3 separate regions of the Sus scrofa genome follow, and all the other regions are linked to region 3. A link is a contact called in public HiChIP or PLAC-seq and promoter capture Hi-C data. All regions are on one chromosome and are shown on one strand. The core of a region is the stretch at or near the end of the contact, and the rest is flanking DNA. Distances in the headings are between cores, read along the strand shown.

Region 1 (3,635 bases), core at 876-3,375, 310 kb before region 3:
ACTCAAATATGTTTTATTTTATGTATATGATAAAAGACTCTATAATGTATTCACAGCTTACCAGTTGTAAGTTTCTGAGAATAAAAAGCAGCAAACTCTAAAGTTAATGATCATTCTGGGGTTCTGCTTTTCAGGACACTCTAGTCTCTTGCTCTGTTCCTGGTTGGAATGAAAGTTGTGCAACTAAAGGCCAGACCAGCAGGGGTAGGAAGGGGCCAGACTGCTTGTCCTTTTCTTGCTCAGACTGGCTACCAGTGTTTGTAAAGGTTTGAGATGAGCTACACAAAGTGAGTGATGCTATTTGGGTGGTAAGCATCTTTAGCCACCGCAAGCCACAGGCAGAACCTGAATCATGCGGGAGGGGTGTGTGTGTGTTTTCTTTTGGCAAGACTTAGGAACTGTGTGGTTCTGTACCTCGGTACTCAGGCTTTTGTGCAGTACATGTTGAAAACTGGCTTTTGGATCTTCAGACACTTGAAACAGGTATTTATAGCAGTTTCATGAGGACAGTCTTTTAGTGTCCTGAAACATTAAACCTTAATCGTGGGTCTTCATTCCTATACTCATTATCTGATATGCTAATGGGACAGTAAAAGTGATTTGAAGCTCTTCTATTTTCATTTCAGGAAAACCTGGCCCCTTCAGCTCAGGACAGATTCATAAGCATGTCCTAGGCGATGCCCGGTTTTATCAGGACACGGGGTGGACCTAGCAACATTCAGCTGTGCCTGACTTTTACCCATCGTGCCAGTGTCCTTATTTCCTGTGTTAAGATTACTTGTAATTTGGTCTCTGGAGACGTTTTCTGGGGAAGTGTGCTGCACAAAGTCCCTGGTTATTGCAATGAAACTGCAGCGACCTCATCTGGATCCAAGACTCTGCAGAGTTGAAAGGTCCTTCCTTTACAATGGATGAACCTGCAGCCTATAGTTTTAAGCATCACCCGTTCAGTCCCATTACAATGAGAGGAAGCTAGCAGGAGCCCAGCCCCAGAGGAGCCCAACAACAAGAGAAGCTTTTAAAATTGAACTTCGCAGCTGGGTTTTACTTTCCTGACCACAGTGGTCTCCTGGAGTTGCAGCTGAAAGCACCCCCCCCACACACACACCCCCCCTTCAGGAGTAAGAAAAGCCTCTCTATGCAGCAGAGGGGGCGCAGGGTGGGGGGGGTTAGAAATACTCTGAGGAAAGGCATACTTTGAGAGGGGAAGGGGAGGTAGGGAGAGAAATGAGAGGCAACCACAGAAGGCCAGGAATGGGCCGGGTGGGGTTGGGACTGAAGGGGTGGGTAAAGGGAGGAGGAAAAATTGGCGAATGGGAAGCTCAGAATAGCAGATATAAAAGAAAGTGCCAACTAGGGAAAATACTGAGAAAGGATGGGTGGAGGGGGATCGAGACTGGGTATAACGGTTGAGAAAAATAGCAATTAGTACAGCTAAAAATAAAGACCAATTTAGAGACAAAGCCAGATACACAAGGGGAAAAATAGGACTCGCCCGAAAGAATTTCTCACAAACCAAATCCTCAAGAAAATGGGGCTAATGACACCCCCTCTTGGTCTGTTTCGCAGAAGAAATGAGAATAGATTCGAGTAGAACTGGTGGCGCTGAGCAGGTGACTGGTGACAGAGGAGAAATCAGAAGTAGGGCGCAGCGCGGACCCTAGTGGTTCGTATTCCGGGCGTTGAGCTCAAAGGCCCTCCGGGAAGATGAGCCACGTGTCCCTAAACTTATTCCCTCCAGTCAGCTGGTGTGCGGGGCAGAGGCATCGCTCTGGGCTGGAACGTTAAGGGGTTCCTATAGAATTCCCTCGAGACCAGGGCTCTAGCGCCCAAGTTTCGGCACCCACGCAGCCCACCTGGAAGAGGGCGCGCCCACCCGCAGCAGCTCTGCTCGCTCTGCAGGTGGACACCGCCGCCCGGGTTTCGGCAGCGACGCCGCACTAGCTCTCGTGGCGGTGGGATGGCTCAGTGCCCACGGAGTCGCGGGACAGGCAAGCCTGGGGAGCAAGGATCCTAGATCACCGGGACAAGAAGAAGGCCGTTGGCCACGCCTAGGTTTTGCAGCACTTCAAGGCCTCGGCTTCCCGGTCTCTGAGCCGGGATGTGACCCCGGCCTGCCTCCCCGCCAAAGTGCAGGGAGTCAAAGAAGCACTGTGCTCCCGCGGTGCCGCTCCCGGTTCTCGTGGCTGCAGGGAGACGGCTGGGGGCCGGGCAGGGCGGGACTGCGGGCGTCTTCTCTGGCCAGCCCCGCGGGGCAGCGAGGGGTCCCTGGGACGCGCGAACCGCCTGGGCAGGGTTCCTAAGTCCTAGGCGGCGCAAACTCCTCCTGCGCTCGTGCGCACCATCCCGGGCGCTGAGCCGGATTCTGGTGTTTGGGAGTCACCCGTGCGCGCCCTGCCCGCCCAGGCACCCCGGGGCTGGACCGCGAGGCCTCAGCTGGGGTGGGCAGGGCGCAAGGAGCGCGCCACGCGGCGCCTGGCCGGGCGGAGGGCGGTGGGGCGGGGGCGCGCGCTCCGGGGCGGTCCTGAGCCGGCTCCTCCTCCTCCTCCTCGGCCTCCTCCTGCTCTTCGCCTTCCCCAGCTCAACCGCCCGCGCCGCCCGGCTGCTCCTCCTTCCTCCCCGGGGTGTCGCAGCGATGTTTAACCGCGCTGTGAGCCGGCTGAGCAGGAAGCGGCCGCCGTCAGGTAAGGGGCTCCATGGGTGGGGGACTGGGGTGCCCCCAGGGGCAGCAATGAGCCGCTCGAGCCGGCGATGCCGGTCCAGGGCATCCTTTCCTCCCGCCCGGGCGCGGCATCTTCTCCCAGCTCCGTCCAGCGTCTTTGCGGTTCCAGCCGCGGCGGGAGCACAGAGCCGCGAGAGGTGCGCCGGGGAGGAAGTTTGTCTAAAAAGAGGAACAGCAGCACTTTTCTTTTTAGTGAAGATCGGGGAGAAAAATGAGATCCAGAACACCCCCAAACTTTGAAGGTAGTATGGGATCTAGATTCTGAAAGCAGACCGTCACCGCCCCCGCCCCCCCATTTTTCTTGAGTTCTCTGTCTCTGCTGCAGGCGTTGGTGTGAATGATGCCTGTGCAGTGCCTGAGGAAGGCACGCCTGGACCCCGGGCATCCGGGCTGGGGCTGCCGAGCGCCTTCTGTTCTGGGCTGCGGAGCCGAAATGTGGGGTGAAGAAAGGGTGAACGCCAGGTGAAGGGCGTTCGCGCCCAGGCAAGGGGCCGACATTGCAAAGACTTCGGCTTGGCCATCCCTCTGGTCCAGCATTTGCAGTTCGCGCCCAGGCAAGAGCCGACTTTGCAAAGGGTTCGGCTTGGCGGTCACTCTGGTCCAGCCCGAGGACAATTTGGAGCGATTCGACAGGACAAAGAACCCACGGTGATGATGAAACCATGCCCTTGATTCCAACCATCTTACCCTTTTTGTTCATGATAACAGCTACGCCCTTTTGAGCGCTTAATGGGGACCACTCTCTGTGTTCACTCGGCTCTCGGTGAATTCTCTCTTCACTCTTAAGGGCAACCCAGTGAGATAGGTACTGTTCTCGCCCCTTTATGGAGAAGGGAACGAAGGGAAGCCAGGAGCTGTTAGGTAACTTGTCCCAAGTCACACTTAGGAAGTGATAGAGACTCTTTCAAACCCA
Region 2 (3,651 bases), core at 1,085-3,584, 400 kb before region 3:
GACTTACACTGCACTCACAGTGGATATGTTCAAACTTGATCCTCATTCACTACTAAGGATACCACTGGATTCTGACATCCCTGTCTCTACAGGACATTAGTCTCAAAATGACAACCTTTTTCTTTTTTTCTTTTTTGGTCACAATAAGGACCTCTTCCCTGGAGACTGCAGTAACAGAGGGGGACTGAAATGGGCATTAGTTTCACTCAACAATGGGCTGAACAGACACAGAAAAAAAAAAAAAAAGAAGTATCTGCAGTTATGACCATCCCAGCTAATTACAGCCTCTTGTACTAATTTTCAAAAATAAACATACAATTAATTTCTTATAAATGTAAGTTGCTAAATATACCCTGTCTCACTGTTGGGCACCAGAACTTTATATACACTTTTAAGAAAAAAGTACATTAAAATGAAAATGGATAACAGATCTTTCTTCTGAAATAATGACTTACAAAGCCTTTAATTTGGTGAATTTTTAAGTCTTCAAAATAACTTACCAGCTCATGACTTTTATTTTTATTTTGCCCAAACAACATTAACGCTACCCTTAATGTAGACCTCTTTTTGCCAAGCTTTATCTTTTGAAAAAGCTCAAATGGACAGAAAAATCACGAGAAAAGTACAGTCATAATTTTTTAAACACTCATTCCGAGTTTATATTTTCAAAATTTCAGGCTCCTAAGGATTAAGAAGTATATACCCTTACATAAATGTAAATAAGGCATACATCTGTATTCACAAAAGCATTACTACTCAATTATTTGTGTATTAGAAACAAATCCTGGGTATTGTAGTAACATAACAAGGAAAGGAATGTATTGCCATTTAAAAAAAAACAACAACACTTTTTCTCGCCAGTGTGAGGCAATGTCTAAGTCAATAGCCAACTAGGCGACAGTCTCACGTCTTTAGTTTAAAATTGCCTGGGAGAACAGCATCTTTTTTTTTTTTTTTTTAACAAGTCATTCTAGAATATATTCTTATCGAAAACAGTTTCAAACAAGAATACAATTTTAATTTCAAATTCAAGGGGCGGGGGGGATGTATTTACGTCAGTCTCCTGAGTCACTCTGTGCCTCAGGTGGAAGACTGAAGTCAAGATACCCTCAAGCAAGTTCTGGAACTTTGGGAGGTAAAAGTCCTTAGAGATCCTAAGAGACCCCCCCATCCAAGCTTGCCAAAGGCCCCCTGGCGTCCGACCAAGCGTGATCAGCAGAGTGAAACCAGGCTCTCAGCCCTGGAAGCCGGGCGGAGGCCGCGGTGGGGCCTGGCCCGGGCCTCCGAGGCTGACCAGGCCGATCGCCCCTCGCCTCCTGGCCCACGGCCCCTCGAATCCAGCCGGTGGACCGGACCTGGCACCATGGGGCGGGTCGCACTTCCCGCCCGACCTCCGGAAACCAGATGCAGCCCAGAGAGGACAGTCCTCCCCGGGGCCTCCCCCTCGCCCCGACGCCGGCCAAGGGCGGGCCTGGGGAGGGGGCTCCTGGGACGCGGCAGGCCGACTCCTGAGAGCTGGTGTCCACTTGGGGGTCTGTACGTTCCCAGTGGCCTTCACTGACCTCTGGGACACCGGCGCGGGCGGGCTGTGGCCGGCAGGCACCCTGCTCCTCGCGTCCCCGCAGCCCGGCCCAGTCCAGCCCGCCACCCCCATCCCCGAAGCCCTGTCCCGCCGCTCGCCGTCGGGGCGCGGGGGGGGTGGGGGTGGGGGGAAGTGCTGGCCAGAGTGCAGCTCGGGTCCCGCTTACCTTGGGGCCCTCGGGGGCACGCGCGGGTCGTTCCACGTCGTGGTGCGGCTGTTGTGGTCCACGAAGAAGGGCCAGCCGGTTTGCGGATCGATCTTGATTTCCCAGCCGGGGGGCAGGGGGTCGCGGTCGCCGGCGCCGTTGCCGGACGCCATCTGAACCATCGGCGAGTGGGTGGCAGCGCTCATGCTGGGTCGGGGTCGGCCCGGAGGGGCAGCCGCCGGGGTGCCGGGTCACAGGGTCGCGGGGTGCCGGACTTCCAGGCGCAGAGTGGCTCGCTGGCCGAGGCCGGAGCTAGAGTCTTGTGGGCTGCCGACGTGTCCGGGAAGCCGGCGCTGGGCACCTTTATGAATTAAAGGAGGGGGTGACGTGGCCGGAGAGGGCTGGAAGTGTCTGGAAATAGCCTCCACGCTGCCAAAGGGGAAGGAGGAGATAAAGGGAGGTAGCAACTGGCCGGCTAGAAACTTCTGGTCCCATCCAGAGAAGTTGGCGGCGGCGAGGGCTGGATGCGGAGCTCCGCCCTGAGTCATCGGCTATAATCGTGGCGGGGCGGGGCGTGGGCGTGGTCACGGGCGTGGCCTCCCTGCCGCCCCTCCTCCACCCCACCTCCTCCCTCGCGCCAGCTTCCTGGGTGGGTGTCACCCGGCTGAGACAGCCTCAGGGTGGGCCAAGGTGCACCCGAGGCATCTCCCTGATGCTGGCTGACTGGACCAGCGAGCCCCAGGGACGTCGTCTTTGTGTCCTGGGCGGTTTCGGTTTTCAGACTGCCTCTTCCTGTTCTTAGGACTGGGAGTCCGCACTCAAGAGTATCTGCTGCAGTTCCTTATAAAAACAAAGTCATCGTTAGCCTTTAAAGTCTTTGGGTTTAAACCAGAGTCTCTCCCCACCTCTCATTTGTACCCCCATATACTGATACTCGGGGCACTGGTGTCCCTCCGTTATGTTTTAATCACTTTTCTCCCTTGGGCTTAACGGCTGTCGGAAGGAGCGCTGGAATGTTGACCTGACACAGTAACCAAGCCAGGGGAAAAATGGAAGTGCAAATGGAAACTCACCTGCCTTTCTTTCAAAAAAACCTGAAGACAGAAAGATTGCATCAGCCCATGGTTTTATGCTCCTGAACCTCATAACTCAAATAAGAAACTATCATTGCTGAACAACTTTAAAGAAAAAAACACATTATTTGGAGTTTTGGTCTTTTTTATGGTAGAGGTTGGTTCTTGCTGTCTTAAAATTTGAGCTTTACTTGAGAAGTAGGGAACAAATTGAATCATTAAATGTATTTGTTGGGTTGTTTCAATAATCGCACTTGCAGCCTGAACCCAACACCTCAATTCCTCTGGGAGAGAGAGTGTGTGCCCCCCAGAGGGAGAATGTTGGGGAGGTACTAGTTTAAATCTTTGGGCCTGAGACTCATTCCTTTCTCCAGAAGCACTTTGAGAAGGTGCCATGGCTTAATACTGGGCCCAATTTTCCAACTCAAATGCAGAGACTACCCAGGAACCCTCAGAGGCAATACCTTTCCTCTCTTCCTGCCCTCAAATTACTCCTTTTGGAGCAAACGATAAGAGGCCTACCAATCATTTCCAATGGAATGATTCTCACTTACACAGGTGTTCTTATCAGCTTTAAAGTACAAAATTCAGTTTTGGGAAAACGCAGAGACGATTAAGCCCCAAGGACTGACTCAGGTACCAAACACACAAGAGACTGATGTATAAACCCAAATGCCAGTGCACTAATTTACCCTAAGTACTACTATTGAAGGAGCTGGACCCTCAAGCGCCTTATTCAGTGGCTTTTTTGGAGGGGAGTCGCACCCCAAGCTTATGGAAGTTCCCAGGCTAGGGGCTGAATTGGAGCTGTAGCTGCTGGCCTTCGCCAGAGCCGCAACAACACCAAATCC
Region 3 (3,267 bases), core at 598-3,097:
GAACCCTGGAGAAGCCGCTGGGCTGTGCATCACCTACTAACTCTTCGTGTACAGTGCCGCAAGGTGATGAAACCGGCTGAATAAACATGAATCGTTTTATTGTTAGCCAGAAAGTCTTCCTTCATTCATCAAAGTGGGTGAATGAAAATATTAAAAAGGTAAGATATTTTCGTGGGCTATTCCCCCAGTATTCTTCTGAAGTCAAAACCATAGTCAGGCTGCGTTCTACCGTGGGTGTCAAATAAAGCCTCCTCCCATGAAAGGGAAAACCACTTCCCCCTTCATAAAAAGGCTGCACCCAGAGCTCAAATCTTGGTAAAAGAGATGTTACATAAATTCCAGGTGCTCCTAAATATGTATGTTTACCTCATGCAATCACTTCGGAAGCATCTAAGTTTCTGCGCCACTTTCTCTTTTTCTTTTCTCTTTTTCCCATCTCAAGGAAGAGTCAAAAAGTGTTTATATTCTTGACTTGGAATCTTACCCACTCCATGAAGATATTCCCTACCAGCCAAGTGCAGAAAATCTAATGATTTGCATCCGAAACGCATCAAGCATCAGCACACTTACCTTTCTCTTCTTAACTGAGCCAAAAAAAAAAAAAAAAAATTCACTTATCTCTCCCCCTCCCCAAAGGGGGAAAAAAAACCTACCCCTGAAATCCTTCATTATTTTCTAGGTGATCTGTACAGTCACTCTCTCTTGTCACTGTATGAACAAACGAATTCCTCAACATCTTACTTTGCCATTAAAAGGCTTCTTTCCACACGACGGGATTTCCCTAAGAAACATTCCCAGCGGATGGTTTCCAGCAATAGCCTATATCAACTCTGCCTGCGCAAGCAAAGACTTGGCTTCTGCTAATTCCACCCCCACCCCCAGCGCACACCAATTCACTCGCACAACCATCCTGGGCCGACTCGAAAAAGCTATTTCACTTGCATGTTTGCCCATCTCTTCCTGAATGAATGCTTTTCCAACTGACCTTTCAACAGCTGCCGAGATGGCACGATCTGCTAAGGTTAGAGCTGGAAACTAGGGGATATTTTAGCATCCTAATCCCTGCAACCTCAACGTTTCTCCTTCTCTGCCCAAGTCCAGATTCCCTGAGCACTAGGGCAGGAACCCTGAAGTGTTTGCAGAGCAGCTCTCTGAGGTGTCCTGCTTGCGACCAACTCACTGCGGGCATCCTGCATACTCACAGCCCCAGCCCACAAGCCGCCCGACACCCGCACCCCGGCCCGCGGCGAATGCGCCAGGCACCAGCCCTGCCTCTTACCTTCCCTGGCTTTCAGCAAGACCGTGTTGGCCACGATGTTTTCCAGCTCCATTGACAGTCGGCGGTCAGCGAGGAAGCCGGCCGGCGGGGCTGTCAGCTCCTAAGGGTGCTGCCGCTGCTACTGCCGCTGCTCGGGCTGCTGCCGCTGCTGCCGGAGCCGGGAGCAAGCAGCCCGCCTTGCCTACCGCATTATTCCGGCTCTTATCCCTCGGAGTTTTCCCCCTCTGCAAAGAGGAGCCGCCGCCGCCGCTTCTTCCTCCCTCTGTGTCCCCCCTCCCCCCTCCCTCAACTGTCTCCCCCCACCCCCCACCCTCCGCGTTTCTCTGTCACTCCATTCTCCTCCCCTCGGGCTCCCTCGGATGCTTTAATGCCTCGGATGCTTCTGCCTCCCCTCTGTCCCTCCCGGGGGTGTGGTACTAACTGGCTCGGGCGGCTGCACAGCGCAGGCGCCAGGATGGGCCGCGCCTCCCGCCTCGGCGCTCGCGGCGCGGGGCCTGCTGGGACTTGTAGTACCAGAGTCCACGAGCCGCCCTGAGACTTGTACTCCGAAGGCGGGCGCGGATAAGGGGTGGTCCGCGGCTGCGGAGGGTAGCGGGAGAAGCAAAGGCAGTCCGGCCGAGCCGGAGCCCCGGATTCGCACGTCCACGCCCGGGGCTCCGGCTCGCCCGCTTCCGGCCCTCCCGAGAACCCAGAAAGCGAAGAGCACGGACCACGGCGGCGGCGGCGGGCGAAGTGCTGCGGCCGGGCAGGAGCCGGTGCGGGTCCTGGGCGCCCCTCGGAGCGTGCCCGGGGTTGGAGGGAGGTCAAGCCAGCCCAAGCGCGCGCTGCACCCCCCTTCCTCCCGGTCACGCCGGGCCCACGCGGGGGCTGCAGCCCAGAGGCGGTGGCCAGGCGCGCCCGCGGGCCCTGGACGCGGCGACCGGCCACTGTGCGCCGTCTCAGACGCACACGCGCTCGGTTGCTGACAAAGGTGTACTTTGTTTCCTCCGAGGGCGCGAAGGGGTCTATGAGTCGGCGGCGACTCGGCACCGGCAACCGCGCAGCCCGAGCGCCCCCTGGCGGCCTCGGGGTGGATGTGCAGCGGCGAGTCCACGCGGACCGCGGCACCACCTCCTGGCCCTCTGCGCCTGGAACCTCCCGCGCTGCCGGGCTGCAACTCTCGGCGGGGCGGGGGGCGTGCATTCCGGCGTGGTAAGCGGCTGGTCCTGTTAATAACCTGCCTTCCAGCACCCGAGGCCCGCAAATGACCGCTCGTCATTACATGCAAACTCATTCCCATCAATAAAAACACAGATGGAATCGCTGGAGTCAGGAACGTTAATAAGAAACAGCACCCGGCCGGTATTGGGAATTAGTTTTCAAATTCTTTGCCTATTTATCTTGGGGCTCTTAGCGCTTTTCCACTGTATGTTCAGGACATCAGACCCCAGATCTGCGCTCAGCGTCCCTTGCTTCGTCTCAAGGCCCCCGCTCCTGGGAAATGGGACTTGGGACACCTGGGGTCTGCGATGAGTTATCCTCCAGTCTAGTTGAGGGGAGGGCTGGCCCTAAGGAACAATGAGGCCTTTGCCTCATCTGCATCCTGAAGGCCGGATATCCGTTCAGAAGTCGGGCCCCGGGCCTTCTGTGTCCTAAAGGAGAAAGCCTTCCAACCCCAGGGTTGCCTGGAAGTGGGAGGGAGGCGCCCAGAGAGAGAAAGGGAGAACAATTATTGTGCACTGGAGAAAACAAAGAAATGAATAGACTCTCCAGGCCTTGGAAACGTGGACGGTCACTGATTTAACAGCGCAGGATTGTCTTGTTTCGTGGTAGAGTGTACCCACCACCACCACTTCCTTGTATCTGCATATGGGTCAGTGGGTCTCCCTGGGCCTCACAAGTCTTGTCTGCAAAGTGGGGGCAATAACAGTTGGCTTGTCAGAAGGCAGGGAGCAGAGCAGATGACACCTCAGGCATCTTCCACTCTAAGAAATTATTCGAAGCATCCC

The links. Promoter capture Hi-C pulls out the DNA fragments that hold promoters and counts their contacts. HiChIP or PLAC-seq counts read pairs in DNA pulled down with a chosen protein or histone mark.
Region 1: an H3K27ac HiChIP or PLAC-seq map of alveolar macrophages shows a contact between it and region 3. The contact joins the promoter of RGS10 here to the promoter of GRK5 in region 3. A contact is called at or near these places in 1 of 5 promoter capture datasets (fetal skeletal muscle), 3 of 47 Hi-C or Micro-C datasets (embryonic fibroblasts, epiblast stem cells and retroperitoneal adipose tissue) and 1 of 2 datasets of contacts at active chromatin or transcription factors (alveolar macrophages).
Region 2: a contact with region 3 is called in a promoter capture Hi-C map of fetal liver, with 2.8 times the contacts expected there. The contact joins the promoter of BAG3 here to the promoter of GRK5 in region 3. A contact is called at or near these places in 1 of 5 promoter capture datasets (fetal liver) and 1 of 2 datasets of contacts at active chromatin or transcription factors (alveolar macrophages).

Annotation. Positions count from the first base shown.
Region 1 is chr14:129,422,640-129,426,274 of Sscrofa11.1, reverse strand. RGS10 (regulator of G-protein signaling 10) reads left to right here and starts at 2,125. Exons shown (of 5, transcript XM_001927416.4): 1 at 2,125-2,684. The coding sequence starts at 2,636.
Region 2 is chr14:129,508,923-129,512,573 of Sscrofa11.1, reverse strand. It overlaps BAG3 (BAG family molecular chaperone regulator 3), which reads right to left and starts at 2,334. Exons shown (of 5, transcript XM_021073458.1): 1 at 1,745-2,334; 2 at 1,563-1,742. The coding sequence starts at 1,933.
Region 3 is chr14:129,112,513-129,115,779 of Sscrofa11.1, reverse strand. It overlaps GRK5 (G protein-coupled receptor kinase 5), which reads right to left and starts at 1,847. Exons shown (of 16, transcript XM_001928584.6): 1 at 1,280-1,847. The coding sequence starts at 1,331.